2 separate regions of the Ovis aries genome follow, and region 2 is linked to region 1. The links are chromatin contacts, called in public Hi-C maps. All regions are on one chromosome and are shown on one strand. The core of a region is the stretch at or near the end of the contact, and the rest is flanking DNA. Distances in the headings are between cores, read along the strand shown. Region 1 overlaps STK10 (serine/threonine kinase 10). Region 2 holds the start of STK10 (serine/threonine kinase 10).

Evidence for each region. Hi-C and Micro-C count contacts between places; a contact is called where the count stands out from the background.
Region 2: a Hi-C map of liver shows a contact between it and region 1, with 4 times the contacts expected there. The contact joins the promoter of STK10 here to the enhancer-like site in region 1. A contact is called at or near these places in 5 of 16 Hi-C or Micro-C datasets (hypothalamus, liver, muscle and 1 more).

Annotation. Positions count from the first base shown.
Region 1 is chr16:4,020,437-4,023,460 of ARS-UI_Ramb_v3.0, reverse strand. STK10 (serine/threonine kinase 10) reads left to right here. Exons shown (of 19, transcript XM_015101234.3): 16 at 1-134; 17 at 628-753. It overlaps LOC105602450 (a long non-coding RNA gene), which reads right to left. Exons shown (of 3, transcript XR_009596741.1): 3 at 2,387-3,024. Among named protein-coding and RNA genes, the nearest start is that of FBXW11, 45 kb to the right of the region's middle. Within about 2 kb of position 1,655, at least 11 of the 54 cell types and tissues checked have an H3K27ac peak or open chromatin away from gene starts, as enhancers often do. A contact at or near this core is called in liver, where this site is marked.
Region 2 is chr16:4,141,332-4,144,052 of ARS-UI_Ramb_v3.0, reverse strand. It overlaps STK10 (serine/threonine kinase 10), which reads left to right and starts at 1,306. Exons shown (of 19, transcript XM_015101234.3): 1 at 1,306-1,738. The coding sequence starts at 1,583.

The DNA of each region.
Region 1 (3,024 bases), core at 406-2,905:
GGCAGCAGCAGGAGAAGGCGCGGCTGCCCAAGATTCAGAGAAGTGAGGGCAAGACGCGCATGGCCATGTACAAGAAGAGCCTCCACATCAACGGAGGGGGCAGCGCCGCTGAGCAGCGCGAGAAGATCAAGCAGGTCGGGGGCCTGGGGTGTCATGGAGTGGGGCCCGACCCAGGTGTGGTGGGGCCTGAATCTTACACATTCAGGGGAGTGTGAGATGGAGCAGAGTCTTGGAAAGAGGAGTGGAATGGAAGCCTCACGCTGACGCCCTCTGGTGGACAGGAAGGAGGCTTGGCGCTGCTTTCTGATGCACGCTCCCTGCCACACTCCTGGGCTTCCGTCCTGCAGCTGCTTCCACCTTTTCATCTACTGAGACCCCCACTCACAAGTCACCCAGGGGGCTCGGGCACATGGAGTCGGTGACCCTGGACTCCTGTGATTCCTGCCTCCTCCACACACTGTCCTAGCGCGTCTCAGTGTCCCCGCCAGTCTGTGGGCTCCTTGAAGGCGGGGCTGGGAGGACTTTGCACAGGGACCCTGCCTGAGTGGCGCAGGACACTGCCTGTGTACACTCTGGCCCCTTGGGGCGTCTCCCTGAGGGAGGGACCTCGCTTGTTCTCGGTTGCAGTTCTCCCAGCAGGAAGAGAAGAGGCAGAAGGCAGAGCGGCTGCAGCAGCAGCAGAAACATGAGAACCAGATGCGGGACATGCTGGCCCAGTGTGAGAGCAACATGAGTGAGCTGCAGCAGCTGCAGGTACCGCCCCCTGCCCCGCCGTGCTCGCCCCCATCTCCCCGGGGGCACGCAGTTCTCTGGGGGTCTTGGGACCCGACAGACAGGGGAGCTCCAGGTGGAGCTGTCTCCATCCTGCTGTTCTCTGTGATGTCGGTCACATCATGTCCCCCTCCCGTGCCATAGTTTCCACATCTCTAAAATAGGTGTGGGGCAAGGGTGATGACTCCTATTTGTAGAACTGGAGTGAGGCTTTGTGAATGAGATGGCAGAGCTGAGCCAAGAGCGCTATGCCCAGGGCCTGGCAGTGGGCATGATGCTGGCCTGCTTGGTCATCCCTGTGTCTTTGGAAAAGGTGTTCCAATAACCCTAATACCAAAACCAGACATTACAAGGAGGAAAACTACAGATCAGTATCTCTCATGAGCACAGATGCACAAATCCCCGATGAAATGTTAGCAAACAGAATTTAAAAATACATAAAATGAAGTATATACCATGACCAGGTGGGATTTACCCCCCAGGGTTGGTGCAGTATACAAAAATGAGTTAATGTAATCCATGACATCAGCAGGCTAAAGAAGAAAAATCACATGTTCATATCATCAGTAGATACAGAAAACGCATTTGACAGAGGCTGACACCTGCTTATGTTAATTAGCAGAAGGGAACTTCCTTAACTTGATAAAGAGTATCTACAGAAACCTACAGCTACCATTATTCTTGATGGTAAGAAGCTCAAAATTTTCCCATAAAGTCAGGAAAAGGAATCCCGATATTGCCAAGCTGGTGTGACCCCCTTCCCTGGGGAGATCCTTGACCTCTTTAAGTTTCTCAAATCCCAATCGAGTTTGCCTCACCCTAAGGGCCCTTGCCGAGGAGTTGGTAGTTGGAGCCCCCTTGTGGTGGAGCGAAGCATTGCTCTACCTGACATGCACTGACGCTCGCGTCTGTGACCTCAGGAAACTCTCGAGGCTGTGAGATCCACCCGGCAATTTCTCGAAGGGCAGAGGGCTGTGGAGGAAACACCGCAGGTGTTGAAGCCTGGCAGGCAGGGGCTCTGCTGCTTGTTGCTGTGTGAGCTTTAGCCAGCCCACTCACCTTCTGTATTTATGTTCCCACCCCTGCCTCATGGGGTTACTGTGAGGACCAACTGAGAGAAGCTGTAGAGAGCTCGCAGCCAGCTCTGGGCAGGCCGGAAGTTCTCAAGGCGGCCATGAGTATTGTTCCCAACCAAGGCGGTTTCTAAATTCCTAGAACCCTTGAGCTTGAAACCCCAGGTAAAAGTCCCCCAAGCAGTTCTACTCCCCCAGTCCAGGACGGTGGAGGTGTCTGGATAAAGGCGCTTTCCCCCTGCTTTATAAACGCACGATAAGCTGCAGGAGTGATTCTCTGTGAGGAACCAACAGGGAACTGTCCCTGCTGTCCCTGCGGGAGGCTCCAGGTTCAGTTTTGTGAGGCAGATAACTTGCCTCATAGAGAGAGCAGTGATGTTGGCAAGCCTCAGGCAGGTCCACGGCCCTTATCCCTTGTCACAGATCTCTCCTGGAGGGATGGTATGTGACACAGAAAATTATATAACTTACATAGATACAAAATGTTTATACATACAGATTATCTCATCTCACGCTGCCATAACAAAACACCAGAGACCGGCTGGCTTAAACAACAGGAGTTTATTTTCTGACAGTTTTGGAGCCTGGGAACCAGAGATCAGCCTTGCCAGCATGGTTGGGTTCCAGGGGAGTGGATGCCTTCTTGCTGTGTCCTCACGTGGCAGAGAGACAGGAGAGAGAAGGGGGGAGAGAGGAGAGGGGAACGGAGGGATGGAGACAGGGACGGAGCACTCTAGCATGTGAGCTCCCTGGTTTCTTCCTGACTCACCCCGGCGTGAGGGCCCAATCCTCCTGGTCTCACTAAACTCCTTCTCTCCCAAAGGCCCCATATCTCCAAATACCATCACACTGGACATTACAGATTCAACATAATGAATTTTAGGGAGAAACAATTCAGTATACAGCACAGATGTTTAAGAAAATGCTATTTGTAACAGTGAAGATTAAGAGCAACCCAAGCTGGCCAAAAATACGGAAATGTTTAAATTAGATAAAGCCATACCGTAAGATACTCCGTAGGAATTAAACATCATGATTATAAAAAATGTTAATTCTTTGTAGAACTGTTTACATTATAATGTAAACAGGAAGGCAGGTTTCAGAATTTTATATACAGGGTGGGCCAAACAACACACAGGACAGAGCCTGACAGGAAATATATCTAAAATCCTGTAGTGTT
Region 2 (2,721 bases), core at 57-2,556, 120 kb before region 1:
ACTGTCCTCCCAGCTGCTTCACAGAGTTGGTCAGGTGGACTGGAACAGGGAAAGACCGGCCTTCCAGCTTGCTCTGGGAGGCTTATTTGCGGGTGAGAGCCCAGTCTTGTGCTGTGTTTGCTTCTTCTGGTGATTAAGACTTTCTACAGTTGCAACCACTCACTAAGTGGTGGAGACGTTTCAGTCTTTACTCAGGGCACCCTTTATGCAGACCCCTACCAGCAACCGTAGGCTTCTGCAGCTGTCTTTCCAAATTGGTGTTTGCCTGCAGTTCCGGAGTGGTAAAAACACCTCAACATGAATTTTCTCCATAGGGACCGGAACTATTGGATGTGACATTCACTGAGGCTCTATTTACGAGGGAGAGTTACCGTAAGAAGCTTTACACGCTGCCCACCGTTTGGAACCCACTTAGATTTATATATAAGTGTAACTGCCCTAGAGACAGTTAACAGCGGCAAGTAAAAAATGGCCAGAATCGAGAATGATGGTCTTAAGTCAGAAGACTTAATTCTATGTATGTTGTTTAGTCTCCCGGTCGTGTCCAACTCTTTGCAACCCCAAAGACAGCAGCACACCAGGCCTCCCTGTGTAAGGATCTTATTTTTTTTAATTGGGAAATTAAGAATAAGAAAGCTTTTACTTAATATTCAAATATACCTGAAGACCCATCCTGATGCATGTGATGCGTAGGTAGGCAAGGAGCTCTTTCTCCTAGCCCTGTAATCCTGGCCGGTGGGTGGATCTCGGTGGGCAGAGCCCCTGCGAGGCGGGAAGCGAGACGGGGAGCCTGGGTCTCCAGGACTGACCACTGCCGCCAGGACCCGGCATCTCCCGCGCTAGGAGGCAGCACCGCGCCGAGGAAACCGCACCGGCTCAGCCTACAGGATGTGTAGCGGGGGGCTGGTGCCTAGCCCTCCCGGCGCCCCCACCTGAAAAGTGGGCGGGGGCAGAGCAGCTTTGCCGGGAAGTTACAGGGCGGATTCAGCGATTAATGTCGGTTCGCCCTCTTGGTCTTTGGACAACAATCAGTGGGCGCTCGCGAAGAGCCAGTTTGGTTCCCCTTTCGCTCCGGCAGAAATATCGGGAGCCACGTGACTCTGGGGGCCTCCCAGCCCCGGGACGCTCTCGCCGAGGCGTCCCCTAAACTATCCAAAGCCTAGCCGGTTGCTCGCGGGCGCGCGGCGCGCGGGGGACTACAGTTTCCAGAGTGCCCTGCGGCGACGGGCGGAGCCGGGGAGCGCCCGTAGCCAATTAGGGGGTCTCCGGGTGCTGCCGGGGAGCGGCAGGTGGAGCCGGGTCCGCGGAACGCCTCCCGAGGCTGGGCGAGGGGCGCGGCGCGAGCGGGGCCGGCACCGGGAGGCGGCCCCGGGACGGGACCGAGCGGGGGCGGGGACCGCGGCTGCCTGCGCGGTTCCGGGTGCTCCGGCCGCGAGCTGCCCCCGGCGCACTTGACCCGGCTCGGGCTGCGGGGCAGGGCCGGGCTGCGGAGAGCCCCCGAGCGCCGCGGCGCCCTCCAGCCCCTCCGCCTCGCGGCCGCGGCAGCCGCGCCACCTCGCTCCCCGGCTCGCGCGCCCCAGCCATGGCTTTCGCCAATTTCCGCCGCATCCTGCGCCTGTCTACCTTCGAGAAGAGAAAGTCCCGCGAATACGAGCATGTCCGCCGGGACCTGGATCCCAACGAGGTGTGGGAGATCGTGGGCGAGCTGGGCGACGGTGCCTTCGGCAAGGTTTACAAGGTGAGGGCGCCGAGAGTGGGGGACTCGGGGCGCGTGGGGCCGCTCCGGAAGGGAGGGGCGCTGGCCTCGGTCAGTCTCGGCCGCGGCTCGGGAGAGCGCGGAGGAGCTGCCCGGTCCTGACCGCGGAGTCCCGGGCTCCGGTCCCGGTGACCCTTCTCCTTTGCCGGGGGCGGGGGGTCCCCTCACTCAGCCCGGCTCAGCCCCTGCGCCCCTGACGGCGCGGCGGCTGCCCCCAAGCTTTTTCCGAGCGCTTCCTGTGCGCCCCGCACGGCTCTCGGCGCCGCAGGGGGAGACAAAGGGGCGCTTATAGAACTTTAGCGTCCGAGACTAGGCGTACTTTTTAGGGGAGTCCACCCAGATGCTGTGAGGGTGCCGAGGCGATGGGCACAGAGCAACTGGGCTGCGTCTGGAAGGGCTGGGTCCGATGAAATTAGGGACACACCTGAAGATGAGCCAGAGACGGAGAGACCGGGGGTGGGGTAGGGGGGTTCGGAGTGAGAGGTTAGGCTTGGAAATGGCTGGGGCCGGCAGAGCGGGAGGTTAGGGCCTCTGGAATCCTGCGCTTCGGGTGTCAGATTTGAGTATGTGGATGAGTCACTGCTGGGGAGTCTCCCAGCCTGTAGTCACCTTTCCCCTAGAGGAATAGGAGGCCAGAGAGCTTTTGTGGAGGGGTGGGTGGGGCATAGCTGATTAATTCTAGACACGTTTGCTGTAGGCATTGTGTGGGTCCTGAGAAGAAGTTCTGTGTTTCTGAGTCGTACTGGGGACCCCAAAAAACACTCAGGGCTTGACGGCACCCTTCCCCTATCTCCTTCCTCCTAGGAAACCCTTTACTCAGAGAAACCCACGTGTTCTCCAGGAGGACACCCCCGTCCTGAGCCACCGTCACCTTCCATGGGATTCCTTGAGCTTGTGGACCACTCTGACCGCAGGACTCCCCTTTTAGGAGCTTGAACCCCAGATAGGGCTTCTCTCAGTCCTCC